Regions from separate parts of the Pan troglodytes genome. Here region 2 is linked to region 1. A link is a contact called in public HiChIP or PLAC-seq data. All regions are on one chromosome and are shown on one strand. Each heading gives the region's core, a stretch centred on a gene start, on an enhancer-like site or on the middle of the called end of the contact. The rest is flanking DNA. Distances are from core to core; before and after follow the strand shown.

Evidence for each region. HiChIP or PLAC-seq counts read pairs in DNA pulled down with a chosen protein or histone mark.
Region 2: an H3K4me3 HiChIP or PLAC-seq map of stem cell-derived excitatory neurons shows a contact between it and region 1, with 4 times the contacts expected there. The contact joins the promoter of GORAB here to the promoter of PRRX1 in region 1. A contact is called at or near these places in 1 of 7 Hi-C or Micro-C datasets (stem cell-derived neural progenitor cells) and 1 of 1 datasets of contacts at active chromatin or transcription factors (stem cell-derived excitatory neurons).

The regions. Positions count from the first base shown.
Region 1 is chr1:78,448,060-78,451,446 of NHGRI_mPanTro3-v2.0_pri, reverse strand. PRRX1 (paired related homeobox 1) reads left to right here and starts at 1,355. Exons shown (of 5, transcript XM_003308600.6): 1 at 1,355-2,919. The coding sequence starts at 2,679.
Region 2 is chr1:78,579,015-78,582,788 of NHGRI_mPanTro3-v2.0_pri, reverse strand. It overlaps GORAB (golgin, RAB6 interacting), which reads left to right and starts at 1,822. Exons shown (of 5, transcript XM_001140804.7): 1 at 1,822-2,058. The coding sequence starts at 1,923. It overlaps LOC104004105 (a long non-coding RNA gene), which reads right to left and starts at 2,465. Exons shown (of 4, transcript XR_010151833.1): 1 at 2,222-2,465.

The DNA.
Region 1 (3,387 bases), core at 106-2,605:
TGTTTACTGCTTAGAGCCGGTACCGCTGGGGAGATCGAGCGACGTGCGCGGCGCACAGTGCGGCGCTGGCAGGGCTCTGGGCTCCCGGTCGGGGGTTCGAGCGGCCAAGGGATGGGGGTGGGGGCGGGGAGAGTGGGGGGAGGGCGAAGGACCGCCGAGAGGAGGGGGGAGTGGGTGGACTAATGATGAAAAAGTCTCCTCCATCCCAGCTCCTTAATTAAATGCATGGAAAGAACCGAGGCGAGCACATCTGGTTTCAATCTGCAGCCCTTTGATGGCATCAAATGTTCTTTTCCCAGATCAGGGCTGGAAGTTCTGGGCTAACTATGGCCGTTTGGAGCCCAGAAACCATTTACACACACTCGTACCCTTCTTTCTCTCCAGTCGAGCCTCTTGACTATAGGAAGAAAAAAAAAAAAGTCTAGCAATCAAGGGAGTGCGGGAGTACAGATGCGTGTGTGTGTGTGTGTGTGTGTGTGTGAGTGCGCGTTTAAAGAACATAAAACGCCACAAATAAGCACTTAATATTTTACTTAGTCGTCATACAGTAACTCATTTCTAATGAGACTGTTAAAGCTGTTACCAAATTCCAACAGGTCATGAAAAAACTGCTCAGCACCTCTCTGTCTTCTGTCAGGTTAGGGCTCCGCAGACGGACGACAGAGGATTATCCGTAGACTTAGATGGGGGTTCCTCCGCCCCTCTCTGTCCTCCTGCCACCACAGCCAGGCTGGACGCAGAACCGCACGGAAGCCTCCCCAACTCCTGCCTCTGGGAGTGCTCCTGCCTGCTCCAAGGAATCTGGGCAGCGGGACCCTCTGGGTTTAGCGTCCTCGCCTGGGGAAGCAACTTTGGCCTTACAGTAGAAGTTACAAAATTGGCGGGGGTAGGGAGAAAGATTATAATATATATTTGGAGTCCTTTCTTCCAGTTTAATAAACACGTACTTTTCTCATTGCCCTAGTCCTGGTATGCCTAATGGCGGGGAAAGCCTCAAATAAACTCGGTGCCCTCTGGATCTCCCCAACCTGCCTTTAGTCCTTGCGAGAGGCGTGAGAGAACTTCCTATTATCATCCCTCTTGTTATTTTTATTACATTATTTAATAGGCTCCCTCTACGGAACCAAAAATAGCCTTAATATGCTTACTTTCTCCCTGTACTCCGCCCCAAACTGTTAGAACAGCAGAAAATGTTTTTTTTTTTGGGGGGGGGCGGTTTGGGGGAAGGCAGAAGGAGAAGAAAATTTGATTGTGATGGTGGTGGATTTTTTCCAAATTTCCCCACAGCTGTTATCAAAACATGCAAATGAGATTTTCCAACAGGATCTTAAACAAATCTGGAGGAGTTAATGCCGAAGCAAAATAATCAGCACGTTTGAAGTGACTGTGAGTTTCAGTTTGTCTTTTCTCCCCGTGATATTATTGCAGGGGAATGATAATTAGACCTTTAGAAATCCAAAGGGGCTCTCTTGCTCTCTTCCCTCTCTCATTTCTCTTCTCTCTTTCTCTCTCTCTCTCTCTCCCTTCCTCCCTCCCTCCCTCTCTCCCTCCCTCTCTCTTGCTCCCTCCCTCTCCCTTTCTCTCTAACTCTGATGTTGGCAAAGGGGGTTTTCTTAATCAGACTGTTTTTTGGTCCCAGGGAAAGGAGGAAGAAGGAGATTGTGATGGAGAAAGGGGGTCTGTGAAACGTCAGGCACAGCACAAAGGCTTTGCCACGTAATTACAGGCTCCTATTAAGTCGAGATCTGCCCTCCCAGGGGTCTCCAATTTTCTTGTATTCCCTACAAAGCCTCCTCTGCATGCCAGTTTGTGCCTTTTGAAGTGCCAGAGAGCTTCTTGATCCAACTGAGAAGGAAAAAGGAGCCCAGCAAGAAGAGGGGGAGAGAGAGAAGGGAAAGGGGGGAACCCACCAGCACCCTCCGTCGGACTCTTGAAGCCTTTTTTTTTTTAATTCTTAATTTTTTTTTTTACTCTTTACAAAAAGTAAAGTGAGAATCCTGCTCTCTAATACATCTGCAAGACATCACCCTCTCCTCCTGAAACTTTAGTCACTCCTGAGAATCCACAGGAGTGCAGAGAGGGGGGAACACGTTTTCTTGAAGATGTTTTAAAGCTGGAACAAGCCTTCTTCTGTTGGTGCTTGAACTCTTGCCTGGGAATAACTTTTTTAACCTTTAAAAAAACCATTCACTTTGATTCTTCTCTCCCACCCCTTCTTCTCTCTTCTTCTGTTTGCCTAACTCCCCCGCCCTGCTGGCCTCCGCTTTCCTCTCTCCCCCTTATTATTATTTTTAGTCTGTGCGTGTGGACACTTTTGGAGAGTTGGAAGGGATTTTTTTCTCCTGACTTGAACATAGGGTGACTTTTTAATATTGTATTTTAGTGTGGATTATCTCTTTGGACCGCGCCGGACTTGGCCTCAGGAAAGCAACCAAGGCTGCGGAAGGCGGCTGGTGCAGAACGCTCTGCTCTACAGAAGGGGGTCCCCCGCCCTCTATTCCAATTTTTTTTTTTTTTGGCCTTCCTCTCCTTCCCTCCCTCTTCCTCCCTCTCTCTCTCTCTCTCTCCACTACCCCCCTCTTTCTTCCCCACTCGGCTCCTCTCCCCCCTCGCGCCCACAGCGTTTGGTGTTGATTCGAGCGGGAAGAGGGGGGTGGGTGGGATCGGTGGGGGAGACCATGACCTCCAGCTACGGGCACGTTCTGGAGCGGCAACCGGCGCTGGGCGGCCGCTTGGACAGCCCGGGCAACCTCGACACCCTGCAGGCGAAAAAGAACTTCTCCGTCAGTCACCTGCTAGACCTGGAGGAAGCCGGGGACATGGTGGCGGCACAGGCGGATGAGAACGTGGGCGAGGCTGGCCGGAGCCTGCTGGAGTCGCCGGGACTCACCAGCGGCAGCGACACCCCGCAGCAGGACAGTGAGTGAGGGGCGCATGCCCACGGGGGTGTGTGCCCGGGACAGAGGGCGGGGACCCGTGTAGGGCAGCTAGAGCCCGTCCGCGGCCAGAAAGACAAGGTCCTGGGACCAGGAGAGGTGATGGCAGACTTCAAAGGAAGGGCCAGTCACAGGGGAAACCAGATGAGAAAAGCGGGTCTCGGCCGAGGGCATAGCCAAGGAGGACGCTGGAGAGAGGCTCCAAGGTCCGGGGACACTCCGAGGCCCTGCGGTCTCAGGCAGGGACTCTGTCCGCGGCGGACTCTCTTTACTTCGGCCAGGCACCGGCTCGGTTCATCCCGCACGCGGGGCGGCGGGGCTGGGCTGGGAAAAGGTCTTAGCGGGGTGCAAACTCAGAGAGCCAGCGCTGTTTGGGAAAGCAGCAGGTTAAAGATGCTGAGTCGGGTTGGAAGGGCTTCTCTCGGGCAGCGTATGACGGCTTGAGGGAGGG
Region 2 (3,774 bases), core at 573-3,072, 130 kb before region 1:
ACAGGAGATTTAGAACCTAGCAAACTGGAAATTATAACTTTTATACAGACGGATTTTATTATCTTTTACTACGTGTCACTTTTGCTTTGGTTCTCATTAAAGGCCAATGCAAAACCTTTCAAAATATCCTAATTGACATCTTTATTAAGATTACGGATAATTTTTGAAATTCCCCCAGAGTGAACTAAAGAACATTTATGTATAAAATTCAACATGGGGCACACAAGGTGGTTTACTGTTATTGGATGAACTAGATGGCGATTGCCTGCAACTAGGAAACTGAATTAACTACCAGATTGCCACTGATCCCCGTCTACTACTTTGGAGCTAGTTAATCTATAACTTGAATGTACGTAGTCTATATTCAGTCTATATTCAGAAACTGGTGGTAACTGTCTCCTCCAGGCATTTTGATTGTTTAATATTATAACAAATGAGTACATATTTAAAATGACGCATCTGCAGCATCCCCAAATTTCAGAAACCACTTTAAGTTTTAAAAGCTCGGATTTACATGGGAAATTCCAAACATCCTTCACTTTTCATCACTTACTAAATCTGAAGTACTCATTTCAACTTTTCTTGACTTGTTTTATTTTGTACTTTACTCCTTTCTTTCATTTTGTTTAAAAATATCAACACACTAAAGCCAAAGTATTTTAAAATGTAAGCCAAGATGAGGTGTTTTGTTGTTCTTACTGCAAAAATAGTGAAAGAGAACCATGAAAAATAGTATAACTAGGTCTCTCTTGAATCATCCTTATCTATGTGTATTTTGACAACGCTTGCATCTTTTTATCTTTGCAACCATATTTCAAATGAGGAAACGGGATCTCAGGTTAGTGTTCAAGGCAGAACCCGAATTACGGTATTAGGACTCCAGGCAGGATCCTAAGAAATGCTTTCCCATCCCCCAGCACCGACGTTTTACAATGTCTTCTCTGAAAAACAGATTTAAAGGGGAGACTTTTAAGAAATCCCGGCCGGGCGCAGTGGCTCACGCTTGTAATCCCAACACTTTGGAAGGCCGAGGCGGGCGGATCCCCTAAGGTCAGGAGTTCGAGACCAGCCTAGCTAACATGGTGAAACCCCGTGTCTACTAAAAATACAGAAAATTAGCCGGGTGTGGTGGCCGGCGCCTGTAATCCCAGCTACTCGGGAGGCTGAGGCGGGAGAATCGCTTGAACCCGGGAGGCGGAGGTTGCAGTGAGCCGAGATCGTGCTATTGCACTCCCGCTTGTGCAACAAGAGCGAAACTATGTCTCAAAAAAAAAAAAAAAGTAAGAAAAAAAGAAAAAGAAATCCCTTAGGAGGAAAGTTACATATTGTAATTATTCACAAAGGAAACAACCCAAAGCAAAAGAAATCTGAGAGCCGCTCCGGCCTGCGAGAGACCTGGTTATGCCTGTTCCCTTTTCATCAATTATACCCCACCCCTTTTAAATGTTTCTTCATCATCAAAATCCTAAATCTGATCATTTCCTGAGTTAATCTGAAGGAGGCCTCCAGCGCTGTGCACACTCCCAGCAAAACACAAGGATTTTAGGGCACACTAAGAGCCACAGAGGGCACCGCTCCCGCCCCACAGGTACAGGACCCCAAAGGCACTTAGATCTCCCGTTTCCGCCACCGACTTGTAGCTCCTTCCCAAATACCTGTTTATCTCCACCCTTATCCCCATCGCCATTTCCCCCCTTAGCTCCTGAAGCGATTAACCAGCAACAGTGAGAAACAATGAGAGAGACAGAGAGAGTAGAAGCAAGCCAGAGGAAACGAATGTCTGCGTGGCAAGGTTTCCTTAGGCAGTTTGTCAGGCACTGCTGAAGGCAGCCTGGAAGGAAGCCGGACCCTGAGGCCGGGGATAGAGGGCCTTGTGTTTGGAGCCCGATGCACTGATTGGCCGCGGCCGGGGAAAAACCCGGATGCGCTGGGCAGCAGTGTTGGCAGTCGCGGCTGCAAGATTTGGGCACTTTTGGGGGTGCCGGTGGCCCGGGCCGATGGCGCAAGGTTGGGCAGGCTTCTCTGAGGAGGAACTGAGGAGACTAAAGCAGACTAAAGGTAACAAGATGGGTTTACAGTGGTTTAATTCTTGGGTCTTAAGGGGAAGAGGCGGATATGCCGCTTTGGCTGGGGAAGGGGGCGTGGAAGCGGCTGCGTTTGTGTTAGCGGAAGGCGCTGTAAGTATGTGGACTGGATTAGGGGGTTTCAGAGGAGGACTTACTGGGAGTCACGACGGGAGGGGCAAGCCAGAGGACTGGGATCTTCTTTTAGAAAAAACGGTCCAGGAATCCACTGTAGGGATTTGACTCTTGTGAAAGGAATGGGACTTGGGAGAGGAAGTGAGCCTACAGCCGGGGTGTCTCCCTTAGGGAAGATTGCTGCAGGAATCAACGGTTGGAAGGTTAGGGTCAGGGTAAGGGAAGGAGGAGGGGCGCACACCGTATTAGAATTGTGATGAATTTATAGAAGCAGATGGTTGGAAAAAAGGAGCACAGGCGTCTGAATAAAGGCGAAAATTCGGTACTTTTCACAATTCATCTGGAGTGTTGCATTCACTTCTGGTTGCCAGATGATTTTTGCAGTACTTCCCAATTTTTGAGAATCAGCAAACCAAAAGGGTCTTTGAGAGGGTAGATGTGAAGACTTTATATGTTTATATACATACAGTCTTACTGACTTTGGAGTAAGCTAACCTTGTGCTTCTCTCTCTGGCTTTATAGAGTAATCATTGAATGGGTTTGTACAATTTTTTTTTTGTTGAAGGAATTAAGTTTGCTGATTGTTGGTGGAAAACTTAGTAATATTAATTGCACTTTGCTTGTGGTTGAAATTTCGCAGTGATCTGTATGGTTATCGTGGTAGTACACACAATTTCTGTAAGAAGTGTACATCACTCTTGGTACCTTAATTCAAATACTTTATTTCGGTAGCAAATGAAGTAAACCTTTTATTAGCGTTTGTGGGGAAATTGGATGTTGCTCTGGTAGCTTGTGCATTTTTAGCATAAATATGAGAATAATCTAGGGCAGACAAGTGGGAAAAGAAGTAAATTAGTAAGATAGGGCCAATGTAGATTATATCGATTGGGGACATTTTGACTGGTCCAGGGGACTTTAAAAACTCTATCATAAAGGTTATGCTACGCTGTGTGGTTAACTGACTCTGTGTTGCTTGATGTACTCAAATTCTTTTGCTCTGTGTTTTCAACATCCATTCACATACTTTGATATACAGGGTACAAGTGCCCTGGCCTCTGGTCTGACTCCAGTAGACTCATGAGGAGACAAACCACAAAGTTATGTGATAGTAGATATTGCAAGAACTTGCTTCAGAGACAAGAGGAACCTCACTCTGCCGGGGATTGGATGGAGCTTGGGAAGATTTCACAAAGGTTGTGTGTTAGCAGAGGCGCATTTTCCAGGGTAAAGACGACTTAATATAAAAATCTAAATTAAACAACATATTCATTATGTAGAAGTATATTTTGAAATATCTTTGCAACCGGGGGTAGATAGAGGATGGTAAGGACCTGAACTTCAAGGCCCACTGTAGTGTGGAAACCAAATCGCTAGTCCGTGACCACCTCGAGGACGGAAAATATCTTAACCTCCTTGTATACCCGTAGCTAAACACAGTGATTGGCATATAGAACTCCAGCTCTTCTTCTAAATCTTTTCTCCTTGGATTCCTTATTTGTAAAATTAGAGGATTTGGCCCTTTAATTTTAAAGCCATTTCTAGCTGTTCTCTATCCTTAAAAATTTATTGAATAATT